2 separate regions of the Zea mays genome follow, and region 1 is linked to region 2. The links are chromatin contacts, called in public Hi-C maps. All regions are on one chromosome and are shown on one strand. Each heading gives the region's core, a stretch centred on a gene start, on an enhancer-like site or on the middle of the called end of the contact. The rest is flanking DNA. Distances are from core to core; before and after follow the strand shown.

Region 1 (6,291 bases), core at 1,684-4,183, 38 kb after region 2:
GCAAGCGCACCTGACCTGGGCGCGGGACGAACACGAAGGCCGCGGGACTTACACCTCTCTCACGCTCGACTCCGGCCACCTCGCCTCTCCCCCCTTCGCGCTCGCCCACGCGCTCGACCCATCTGGGCTGGGGCACGCAGCACACTCACTCGTCGGCTTAGGGACCCCCCTGTCTCGAAACGCCGACAGATGCGTAGGTACTTCTCAATTGCCATAATGGGACCCTTCACGTCGACAAGGATGGAAAATTGACTGACGATGCTGGTAAGTCGAAGAGCGAAATTTTTGACCCCCTCGCCATCCTTCAACGCAAGTTCCTTGTTCTGGCGCCACACGCGCTACGTGCTCGTATTCCTGACATGATTATCGCGTGTGGATGCCTTCCCACACTGCTCTTGCTGATGGCTTGGTGGCGATAGAGGCTACCATCAACTGCGGTACAACGTTGTAGACTGCATCCGAAGTCATTTGATTGACGTGGAGCTCGACGCACCGGGATTGATGGCATTCCAGAGACACCTTGTCTCTAGCTTGATCTTCATGAGCATTGACCAATTGTTGTATTTGGCGTTTGTCAACATCGGGCAATCGTTTGGCCCTGTCGTGGCGTTGTCGTGCCTAACAACGACCTCACAATTTCTTTATCGATGGGGTAGGGAATGGTTGTGGTGCTATGGCTTCACAGGCCCATTAGGGTCAGTCGACCACGATAAAATGTGTAATTCCTTTAGCAAAAACATTGTTAAAAGTTAAAAAATATCATATCATACTCTCTCCATCCCAAAATACAATTTGTTTTAGGTTAGACATATGAATGTAGTTTGTACGTATCTCTACATTCATTATCATTCATTCGAATTTGGAAAAAAGGAGGGCTATAAAGAAATATATTTTAGGATGAGTATAATGAAGCTGACCTTAATAACCCTAATAGCATTTTTATTAGATTCATCATTATGCGGTTTGCGTGAGCGCTCTGGTGGAATGGACATGGCGCACAGGTCCGACTTTGGAAGCACTATCAGAATCTAACTCTTTGTCGAGTGCAATTTATCGGGCACTCGGTTTGCCGAGCGCTACACTATACCACACATGTTGTATAAAATTTGAAAAAATATTTGTGAACTTTACTCTACTCTAATACCCTTTTGATACATGCAACCGAACATTGTCTCGTTATAGCCAGGACTAATTGAACTAATTAACCAAACATTGGACTGATTCATACATTAAAACAATTAAAATAGGCCATCAATTAACCAAACATTGGACTGTTGCATACATTAAACCGGGTCATCTATAACCTGGCTGATTGGGCGAGCCAGGCTCAGCATGGAAGGGAACCAATCACACCCCTTCAGAACCGACTGGAACAAGGAGGTGATGGACGAACTGTCAGCACGATGCCCTGCCATATTGCCATCCATGCACATGTTGGTCATAGCAGCGAGACCTGAAATGATATATGATTGTTGTATCCTGTTGGACTTGTGACTCCAACTGCAGGTGGAGAACGCCAGGGCAAGGCTGGACAAGTGGGACGACAAGCAGCAGCCTTTCCTAGAAGGTTGATTGAGGATCTAGATCACTGTCAGTCTGTGGCGCTGATGGGCCCTTTTTTTTGTAACGACGAGAAGTGGCGTCGGAGGGGCATGGAACGGAATCGTTTGGGTTTTGGAGAGCATGCGTGTAGTCCTATCACGCATGTCGATTAATATTTTATCGTACTATACTATAGTGTAGTTTGAAGTGGTTGGCTGGTTGCACGCACTGACGCACTTTTTGGTCTCAACACCGACTAGGACAACTAGATACGGCTATCACCAGGATTTCAACCATGGTGGGTGGAGTTTATTCGTTTTTTTAATCATAAACATGTTACATGCCTAGTAGGGTGAAATTATTGTATTTTAAGCTTCCAACAAATCCTACGGTTCTCATAAGAAACCTCTTGCTCCATAAATCCAACTTCTACCAAAAAAAAAACTAAAGTCTCCAGACCATGCAACAAGTCCAAGTTATTAATTCCCGGAATTCAAACCGGGGAAATGAAATAACTTCTTGCTCCCCAAAACATCATACTACCTTCATTGTTCCAATTTATGATTCATTTGATTTTTTTATTAAAGCTTGGTTGGCTCGTCTTATTCAAAATTTCATAGTTATTATAAATTTTTTACTATTATATCGATTAGCATATGATATATTTTGATTTTTTGTAGAAAAATAAATAAGACGAGTCGGTCAAACTTAGTAAAAAAATAAATGAATTATAAATCGGGCCGGGAACAATATATAAATTGTAGCAATGAAAAGTTACTGAAATACAAATTATTAATGGATAGAATTCTAAATACAACATTATCCTTTAGATATTTCAAATGTTGGCTCTTATCACTTTTATTGGATAATTTCGGTTTTTATCAATCCTTTTTTACCGGAAATTTTTATCAATCTTATGCTCATCTAAGACTTCGTTTTGTTTGATATGTATCATGTGTATGTAATATATTGTGGTATTACAAATACCAAATGGCCAGACTTTGTAAGGTATTTATTATACATACCAATTTTTTTTACTCCTTAGTAATTTTAAGTAGCCATCTTTTTACATCATCGCCCGCCACTGCATGCACTCCTATATACTGGGCTGGGCCCAACACGTTGGATCCCATGGGCAGAAAAAAAAGATGGCGTTGTCTGCTGAAGTCGGAACACGTTGGGTGCAGCGGCGGAGAACATGTGACCTCCAAAGGTTTACAAAGGTAAAAAAAAAGATGGTGGTCTGCTTTAATGTGGATCTGGGCCCGAGTTGGGCTCTCAGTGCAGCCGGCCTGTTATCCTCCCACCGTTGGAAGCGGGCAGTGATCGCTGCTCTGTTAAACCAGCCTCACGCCGTGCCTACCGCTTCAGGCCTAGAGAGGTCCAAGGCTTGCCCTGAGCCCCGCCAGACACTCCCAACTTGGGATGGACAGTCCAGCCTAGTGGCACATATGGGCCCAGGCCCAGAAGCCGTCAGAAAGCATCCGCACCACCTTTAATGCCCCCACTAGGGTTACAAGCTCTCGTAACTGAGCTCGGCGAGTGAGGGAGATCGGGATGAATATTTAAGTTGGTGTGCTGCAGTGTCGACTGCCGAGGTGGTGCTAAATATGACTTGAGCGAAGGGTGGCTTGGAGGAGTGGGCTTTCGTTGCTTCTCTCGACGAAAATACTTGTCGTCGGGCCAACGGCCCTGCGCACTTTGCAGCACAATTTCCATCACAGGCCGGATGAAAACAGAGCTGTAAAGTGTAAAGATACCCCTTCGCAACGTTTTTATTCACCAGAACAGCACTGAACTGAAAGGCAACATTTTCTCTTTTTTTTCATCTGAACAACTAACAGGCAACACTGTACTTGGAATTCAGAGGCACTACCTCTGCATGGAAAAAGGCTTTGTGAGGGTTTTGTATAAGCTTGCTCCATGGCAGCTGGTGCCTGAAACAATTTATACGCAATAAAGATTTTCTTCTCTCCATATTTCATTTGAAAAATTTATACGCAATAAAGTTTGGCGTCCTTGTACCCTGATAAGAAAAGAGCAAAAAATCAGGTCAGGCACGGGCCTTAGTTTTAGTCAATGGGCCGGCACAAGTAAAAAAGAAATGTAGTTTTCACATGAAATGAGTTGGAAGCAAACAAAAAGGCAAAAACGATGGCAAAGATGTACAGGGTCCTTTCAAATCACAGTGAGATGAGAGGTCACCATCGTCTGTTCTTCATTCGTACAAGTTGGAAATCTGAACCCGTGGACATGCATGGACCGGAACTGTGGCAAAAGTATGGCCCAGAAAAGATCGGACCGTGCCATGCATCGTTTTGTCTCCGTACAGTACGGTATAACTTGAAGAAACGCGCAATCTTCCGAGGGACACAGAACTTGCTTGGATTAGAGCTGCAAGAAATGAACAACGACTATATAACTCAGCACATGTAGGTGCAAGAAGTTCGTGGTCCCTCGTCGTCTTGCCACGCCGTCGCGAACCAAGATGCTGCCGGCGAGTGCAGCAACGCCGCCACCTGCCTACGACAGGCTGGACAAGAAGGACGCAGAGGAGGCGCGGCACGTCCGGGCGCAGTTCCTGATCCACAAGGTGCTCAACGATCCGACGCCGTCGTCGTCGTCGAGGGCGGTACGGTAAGGTCTAGGAGTAGCTAGGCCACCGGCGCTGGTGAGGGTGAAGCAGGCAAGGGTCGGCGTCCGGCTGAAGAAGCTCAGGCTCGCCATCCGTGGCGTGAGGGCGCGCGCCCGCCGCGCCGTGCAGAGGCACCTCAGGAACCTCAGGAGGCTCATCGCGCGTGGAGGAGGAGGAGGACGGGGATCGTCGTCAGTGAGGCCGGCAGCGGCAGGGCCTCCTCCCTCTTGATGGCTTCGACTTCTCCCTGACGGCAACGAGGCATGGAAACCGACGTCGTGTTGGGCCGGTTCGAGCAATGCGACCACTATGCGGTGTGGTAGTGGTCTGGTGTACAAGCATTTTCGATGCGTATAAGTATATATAACGCACTGTGTACGTACCCCATATTATACATTGCATGTTCATGCGCCGGGACAGCAGACAGACAGGTGAGGTAGGGTGTCGTGCACTCCTGTCGTGTTTGGTTCTCTGATGACTCGCACGGCTGGCCAGAAATGACGCGCTAGCTGCTGAAAGGGGATGAACAGTAGTACTCGTAGTTTGTTTCGTGCGATCTTGGTCGGTGGGCTATATAGATCGAGGTTGCTGGCCATCGGTAGTAGCCGCATCATCTCACTGACAGATGATCCACAAATCTCCATTTCCAGCGCAACTTTATATTCCTAAATTTGCTTTGAGTACTATAGAATCCAAACTTATCTTTTTTTTTACTGATGAAACTAATTATCGTACATACATGCCAGGCCATCTTTGGATCTGTGAAAATGAAGTGACCAATCACGAGGCCCTTTGCCCTACAACACGACGACATATAATAGTATGGACCAAAGAAGATAGAAAAATGGTATCTGCATTGACAATTTCCTCGCATAGAGGTACGAATTTACAATTGCTACAGCCATGAGTAGCTAGTTCGGATGACAAATTCAACGCAAGGTCATGACGAACAGAAAGCAAAAGGCTACTTCAACTCTGATGAGCCCCCTCGCGTTGGACGACGACAAATGGCCAGCGGTAGCATCCAAGGAGAAAGTTTTCTCCGCCTGACCGCCCAAGACGTTCACCACTATGGGTGTTAAGCTGGATCGGAGCCTCGTGGCCGTTGTTCGCTCTGCTGGAAACTCTTCTCTTCTGCAAGGGCAAGGCTGCCTGTTCCAGCTCGCTTTTGGGAAGCTGAAATGGGATGGCAACAAATTCCCAGGCCTGGGACGGCAATGCAAGCAGGTTCAGGATCAGGACTCAGGTGAACAATGGCAACCGTGCATCTATCCATAGCAAGAGCGAGCCTGACAAAAGTACATACAAGAAACTGTAGGTTTCATTCTCCTAGCAGTACCTTAACTTTTAATAAGGTGTTATTCGACCTTCTCTTCTCATGAACAGAATAATGTAGCATCTTGACCTTGCTTGAATTTAGTAAGGAGAATAATGATGCATGCCTCGTCTGGTTGCTTCAGTGACCTCACGGGTCACGAGTGCCGGCAGAGGCGACATGTAATGCGTTAGGTGATGAGATGACGAAGGTCAGAAGCTGACCTTTCTCGCAAGGCAACCTTTAGGCGATGCGTCAGGGGCGCCAAGTGGCGCGAGGGGCATTGCAGTTGACTTGCATCGAACGACAGCCTTGGCATGCATGCGTTGATTAACAACAGGATAATAAGCTAAGCTAAGTGAATCTTTTGGATAATAAGCTAGCTAATATACTTACCTATCATACATTGATACCTATATAACAACTAGCTAAGTGAATCCAAACCAGAGAGCTGGAACTGCACCAGGTTCTCTAGGCTTATCCGTGTGTCCCGGCCTAACGTTCTGATTCCTTTTGAATCTGGGCTTGCTGTTGATCGTATGGAATGGAGGTTCCTGGAATGGAAGGGCTTAACAATCCTCAAAGGTCACACTAGCGCCATGGTACCTCGGAGTCCGGACTTGATGTTTAAAAGCTGGAAGAAATATGCAGCCTCTGTTTAGAGAAAAGGGACAGACAGCTAAGTTTCAGACAGGATGGGAGCGCAAAATTCTCCATGTACTGGGATTCGCACTCGAAGCTCGTGATTTTTTTTGGGCGTCATGTACACAATTACAGCTTTGATATATTTTTCTTCCTT
Region 2 (6,607 bases), core at 292-2,791:
TATATAGCAGATTAAATCCACATCAAACACTAGAGGAAAACTTATCGTTTCTTACCGTGAAGATCACTTCAGCATAGATAGTGATAAGATCAAGTCGAAGGCTTGATGAAAACCGCAGAACGTTGCAGTGCATATCAACTCGATGAGTAGTCACGTGATAACTTTCAAAAACCTGATTTATCCTAACCCGTGCAAGTTCTTTAGTAGAGCTTTCAGAGACACTGCTTTCTCTGTACACCGTAATCATGCCGGTGTCAAGGATGGAAGGAGCATGATGGCACTTAGCACTGAGGAACCGATAGCTCTATCGCCAAAACTTAGTAGATTATTTTTTTCTCTCTTATGTTTTGGAGGAGGATGTACCTAGGGGCGACACCACGTTCATGTTCCCTGTTGCACGGGCAACAAGGTAAAAACGAGAGATGCTACTAGTTGGATTCAAATTCACCAAATAAATTTATTGAATTATTTATTTCCTTAAGTTGGGCACCAGGGTACATTTCGAGCTGGTTTCGCCCCTGGATGTGCCCCTAATTATTTACAGGTAAGTGAGCTTAAGATAACCTGCCGCTGGAAGGAAGTAAATTGACCCGGCAACGATCTTCATGAATCATGATCTAATTGATTCGGTTCTGAATTTAAGGCGCAAGATACGGTCAAAAAGTTAACTGAAAGCTGGCAAAATAAATATAGACAGGAAAATCACTAGTCAACACACGACAAGTCATGTGGATATTCATGCAAAAATGCATAAACTACGTGCGCACGTCCGTGCGACTATCTGCTAAATTATCCACCATTCCAAACGGTATTTACAAAAGGTGGTAAGAAGCAAGTTATTTAAGTTGGTTCTCCTCTATCTCTACTATCTGCTAATTTTTTCCACCATACCACTATGAAGAGTGTGCCTTTGAGATTATTCTGAATTTGTTGTGACATAAATGAGGCTTGGTCTATAAATTCCAAACTAATATACCCATCCGTTTTAAATATATGACGTCATTGACTTTTTAAAAAACTTTAACCAATCGTATTATTCGAAAATCTAAAATTTCAAGTCACGCTCAAACTATCTTAATTGATAAAACAAATTATAACAAAATAGATAATATTTCACAATTTTTGTTAAATAAGACGAGTAGTCAAAGTTTTAAAAAAGTCAATGTCGTCATATATTTAAGAACAGAGTTACTATCATTAACAGATTTACTATCGCGTCATATAGGTAAATATTAGTTAATTAAAACTATTGTGTCCATCTCGCCAATTATCATAGCTTGTAGCCTTGTATCATTAGTTTCTTTTTGGTATCCAAACGTCCAAATGATCCGACTAAATTTTTAGGACTAGATCCAAACCTCTCTGGCCGCGTCACCATGCATGCTGGCCGAGTGCAGCGACCAGCAGGTCCACCGCCCACGTGCTGAGACAGTGACAGCACCGGACCATGAAGCCACTCATCGCGGTCTTCCAGTGCAGGCCGGGTCGGGCAGACGGGCACAACCCCAACCCATGAAACCATTCACTGCATGCGCCTCCACCTACCAAACCGCGGTCTCGGCTCGCTCGCTCGCTTGCTGGGCTTGCAGTCGCAGCCTCGCAGGACGAGATAAATAGTCCACCCGCGCCGAGCGCCACCGTCTCATCATCAGTCATCACATACCACCAAGACCACATCGGCACATCGACGTGAGCTCGTGCGTGAGTGCCCTGGTCGACGACCGCTCGCGCGCCATGGACTCAACGACGACGGCGCCGCTGCTGCAGCCGTCCGCCGCCTCGAGCAAGGAGGGGCCGGGGCCGGCGCCGGCTCAGCACGGTGAGGGCAGCCGGGAGCTGGAGGCGATCCTGGCCGACGCGTCCAAGCCGTGGGCTTGGCGGGCCTGGGAAGGCGCCCGCCTGGAGCTGCCGCTGCTGCTGCGGGTGGCGCTGCCGGCGGTGGCCGTCTACATGATCAACTTCGTCATGTCCATGTCCACGCAGATCTTCTGCGGCCAGCTCGGCAACCTCGAGCTCGCCGCCTCCTCGCTCGGCAACACCGGCATCCAGCCCTTGGCCTACGGCCTCATGGTGCGTGTCCTCTGTTTCATTTAGCTCACATGGTCCATTCGCCTACTTGCTAGTTCAGAGCAAATGATTTTTTTTCTTTGTGTTCGTGATTATTCATAAGTTCTGCTGTTTTCATCTCAAACATGATACGGTGTGATAAATGTGCATGATAGGAAGCGGTTAAATGATTTGTTCTTATACATTGCCAGCACATGATTAGTGTTACTAGGCTCATCATAAAAAGATCGTACTACGTACTACGCTAATTTAATAATACCCATTCATCAAGAAAAGATTACAGTATAGTTTAAGGTTCAATGTACCTGAGGGTACTTTGGTCATTTTGAGGCGCAGATCGACATGCATGATTGTCACCTGTGCCGTGTGCGGCTGTGCGGCGCTGCTTCCACCGAGGCGAGCGAGCGTTACAAATTAAAATACTCCCTCCGAGCCAAAAAAAAAAGCATTCATTTCGTATCTCGAGGACCTAAAAAATCTAAACTTTATACTAAATATAGATTAAAAGGTATTGATACTTTACAATGTAAAATAATATTGTTAGCTTAATCATATCATATATTTTTTACACAAAGTTGTTCAGTTAGCTAAAGTTGAGTTCCTTTGATTTTTTTTTAAAAATATGATAGAGGATTATTTTGAAAAATGTAAGGTAGAGGCTTGTTTTAAGAATAAGTCTAGTGCTCCTAGACCCTAGTATAGTAAGGTTGGCAGGCTGGCCGACATGGATGCACACTTGTACATGCAGCTGCAGCCTGCAGGTATAGCCGCATAGAAATACTGTTTCTTCGGTCTAAGATAAACATTTCTATAATGGTTAGCTTGGGAACTTTATTTTTATAAGAGATTTCTATTTATCTAAAAAATGAACTAAATTTCTTTAGAAAAATATAAATATCTTAAAAAATTGTGATTCCCAAACTAGCACTAAATATATTAGTATGAAAACATATATCGTGATTAGTCTATTAATTTTATTTGATGCTACTGTATAAGCATCGATATTTGATCATACTTAAAACTGGTTGGCGTCTTGTGGTGTGCGAGATGTGCACTTAAATAATTTGGTACGCAGAGAGTACACTTGTTCGTTCAAATACAGTAAAGGCTGAGCCTCAGCAACCACGTGCCGTTTACCCTAAACAAATGTTCGCCCGACACACATTCAACTCCATCAGTCAAGATATTAAGACAGGGTCCGGAAGTTCACCCACGTGGTCACTTAAAACATGGTTTTGCACTGTATACCACACTAATGCAGATGGATTGTATGCTGAGAGCTGAGGTGCAAAAAAAAAGAGGGCTATAAGTTTATAGCCACTAATAAAAACTTTATGAGAAAGATAAACTATAGTATATTAATATTAAAAAAAGAGCTAACTAATTATAGATCAATTAATTGCTGGGAGCCTGAGATGGTCTATTAGAGAAAGTACAATAAGCTGACGTAGATGGGCTGCAATAGATGTCACATTCGAATTTATGGTAATGTGAAAGAAATAGATCGAAGTGGAGAGAGAAAACACGGGCTGCTCACTGTAAGCCAGGTAGCCAGCCAGCGATCTGCATATGGACTCTCAATCTGTGTGTGTGTGAAAGAGAGGTAGACCAATATTAAATGTACATATTGTCTTATAAGAGAATTATTATGCAAATAGACTTTTAGTTGACTCTATTTGACATAACAATATCATAAATCCCTGACATGGGTTATATACTTATATTATTAAACTTTCTCTTATGAATGAATGGACAAGAGATAGGTAGGTCGGTCGTTTTGGCGGCATGGATGCGACTTGCTTGCCTGCTCCTACTATACTCCTCGTGGCCTATCTTTTTTTTGTACTGCCCTGCAGCCTGCAGGGGCACGCATAGGACACTTGTCCAGAAGTCCAGAACTTCAGATACTATTCATACAGCGATAATGCTGTGAGCCTGAGCGTCCACGTGTGAAACGTACTCACGTGGCCCTCGCACTTGGCAAACGCAAGTCGGTTTTTTTTTTTGGAGGTCCATCTCTGATGGTCGGCCTCGGCCGGATGGGTGCAGCTGGGCATGGGCAGCGCGGTGGAGACGCTGTGCGGGCAGGCGTACGGCGCGCACAAGCACCGCATGCTGGGGGTGTACCTGCAGCGCTCGACGGTGCTGCTCATGGCCACCGCCGTGCCGCTGACCGTCGTCTACGCCTTCTCGGAGCGCATCCTGGTCCTCCTCGGCGAGTCGGAGCGCATCTCCAGGGCCGCCGCCGTCTTCGTCTACGGGCTCATCCCGCAGATCTTCGCGTACGCGGCCAACTTCCCCATCCAGAAGTTCCTGCAGGCGCAGAGCATCGTGGCGCCCAGCGCTTACATCTCCGTGGCCACGCTGGCGCTGCACCTGGGGCTCAGCTGGGTCGCCGTCTACAGGCTGGGCCTGGGCCTGCTGGGGGGCTCGCTCGTGCTCAGCTTCAGCTGGTGGGTCATCGTCGCGGCCCAGTTCGGGTACATCGTCACCAGCGCCCGGTGCAGGGACACCTGGACGGGATTCACCACGCAGGCCTTCTCGGGCCTCGGCACCTTCTTCAAGCTCTCGGCAGCGTCCGCCGTCATGCTGTGCTTGGAGACTTGGTACTTCCAGATCATCGTGCTCATCGCCGGCCTGCTCAAGAACCCGGAGCTCTCCCTCGACTCCCTCTCCATATGGTAGGAGCGTCTGCGTCTCTCTTTGTGTGTGTTGTTCACCAGCGCTACTAGCTTTTAATTTCATCATCGGTCTCTGTTCCGTCTTTCGCCCGCAGCATGAACGTGAACGCATGGGTGTTCATGATCTCCGTCGGGTTCAACGCCGCGGCGAGCGTGCGGGTCGGGAACGAGCTCGGCGCAGGCAACCCGAGGGCGGCGGCGTTCTCGGTGTTCATGGTGACGTCGCTGTCGTTCATCGCGGCGACGGTGTGTGCCGTCGTCGTGCTGTGCCTCCGCGACCAGCTGAGCTACTTCTTCACTGGCGGCGAGGCCGTGGCGCGCGCCGTGTCCGACCTCTGCCCGCTCCTCGCCGCCACGCTCGTCCTCAACGGCATACAGCCAGTCCTCTCCGGTGAGCCATCGTGCCACGTCTCCTCTGCCCGCCAGTCATCGACCTCTTGTCTTCATGCATGCTTTGCTTTGTTTACACATTTTGCAATGCTATGCTATGCTATGGACGACAGGCGTCGCCGTGGGCTGCGGGTGGCAGGCGTTTGTGGCGTACGTGAACGTGGGTTGCTACTACGTCGTCGGCGTGCCGCTCGGCGTCTTCCTCGGCTTCTACCTCGACCTCGGCGCCAAGGTACGCACATGCGTCGCTCGCCAGCCACAGCACGGGCCGCAGATACCCATGTGATTCATGAATACTACAGAGCCCAATGCAACCAGACCACGTGACATTAATCGTGAACTGCGCGTGCGTGCAGGGCGTTTGGAGCGGCATGGTCATCGGGGGAACCTTGACGCAGACGCTCATCCTGCTCTGGGTCACCGTCAGAACCGACTGGAACAAGGAGGTGATTGATGGTCCCTAACTGCTCACTCACTTCAATGCACTGCCATATTGCTTGCCATCCATGCACATGCTGGTCACAGCAAGGAGACCTGAAATGATATATGATTGTTGTATCCTGTTGGGCTTGTGACTCAACTGCAGGTGGAGAACGCCAAGGCGAGGCTGGACAAGTGGGACGACAAGAAGCAGCCCCTCCTAGTCGAAGATTGAAGGAAGAATCTAGTAGATCACGCAGTGTAGCGCGTGCTGGTGGATTTTTTGTGTGTCGTGTGTGTGTTTTGGAGTGGATTGAATGGACCATTTGGCATTTGGGTTTTAGAGAGCATGCATGCACTCCTATCATGAATGCTTTGGCCAGCAAATCATGCATTGTTAGAAAATTAATAGGGACTAAGATTAATTTGATAATGCAACATAAACGTAAAATCCAGAACTACTTGCAGATAGTAGCTATGACATTAGAACAGAATAGATCTGAACTAACTCAACAAGATTAACGCATAACAGAAGAACTGACACCGGATCTAACCATAAGACCGTCATCGCAATAAACTGAAAATACAGTGATTTCCACGAGTGTTGGTGAGGAACCCGAGCGGACGTGCGCGAAGCACTTCCCAGAAACCTGATTCATCGGCACCTGTGCAGGTCGCCAAAACGTCGGCAGTGGTTCGGAGACACCGTTCTCCCTTGATCTGTTGCACGATAGACAAAGGGACGACATGGCACAGAAGCAATGGCGCAGAGAATTGAGATCGAGAAGACGAGGCAGTTCTATTTTCCGTACGCCCTGGTCCAGTGGACGTCGTCATTAAATAGAGGATCAGCCTTGACTAGATAACGGTTCGATCTGCTAAATTCTAGAAACCGCCCCCTGAAATATCTCTACGTGTAACCGCTCAAAGATCTCACATGTAACGTGAGCGACCATTACTCCTGGTTGACGTGGCAGTATAGGTGTGGTATTCGATAACCAAACAAACAAAAAAACAAAAACTAAACTGCCGTTTAGAACACGTCACGA

What was found. Hi-C and Micro-C count contacts between places; a contact is called where the count stands out from the background.
Region 1: a contact with region 2 is called in a Hi-C map of ear, with 2.9 times the contacts expected there. The contact joins the enhancer-like site here to the promoter of LOC100281401 in region 2. A contact is called at or near these places in 11 of 25 Hi-C or Micro-C datasets (ear, leaf, seedling and 1 more).

The regions. Positions count from the first base shown.
Region 1 is chr7:162,255,863-162,262,153 of Zm-B73-REFERENCE-NAM-5.0, forward strand. No RefSeq gene overlaps it. Among protein-coding and RNA genes, the nearest start is that of LOC103633229, 3.4 kb to the right of the region's middle. Within about 2 kb of position 2,934, at least 19 of the 20 cell types and tissues checked have an H3K27ac peak or open chromatin away from gene starts, as enhancers often do. A contact at or near this core is called in ear, leaf, seedling and 1 more, where this site is marked.
Region 2 is chr7:162,219,678-162,226,284 of Zm-B73-REFERENCE-NAM-5.0, forward strand. LOC100281401 (transparent testa 12 protein) reads left to right here and starts at 1,542. Exons shown (of 6, transcript NM_001154319.1): 1 at 1,542-2,070; 2 at 4,117-4,748; 3 at 4,844-5,139; 4 at 5,252-5,370; 5 at 5,495-5,584; 6 at 5,725-5,945. The coding sequence starts at 1,735. The coding sequence ends at 5,793.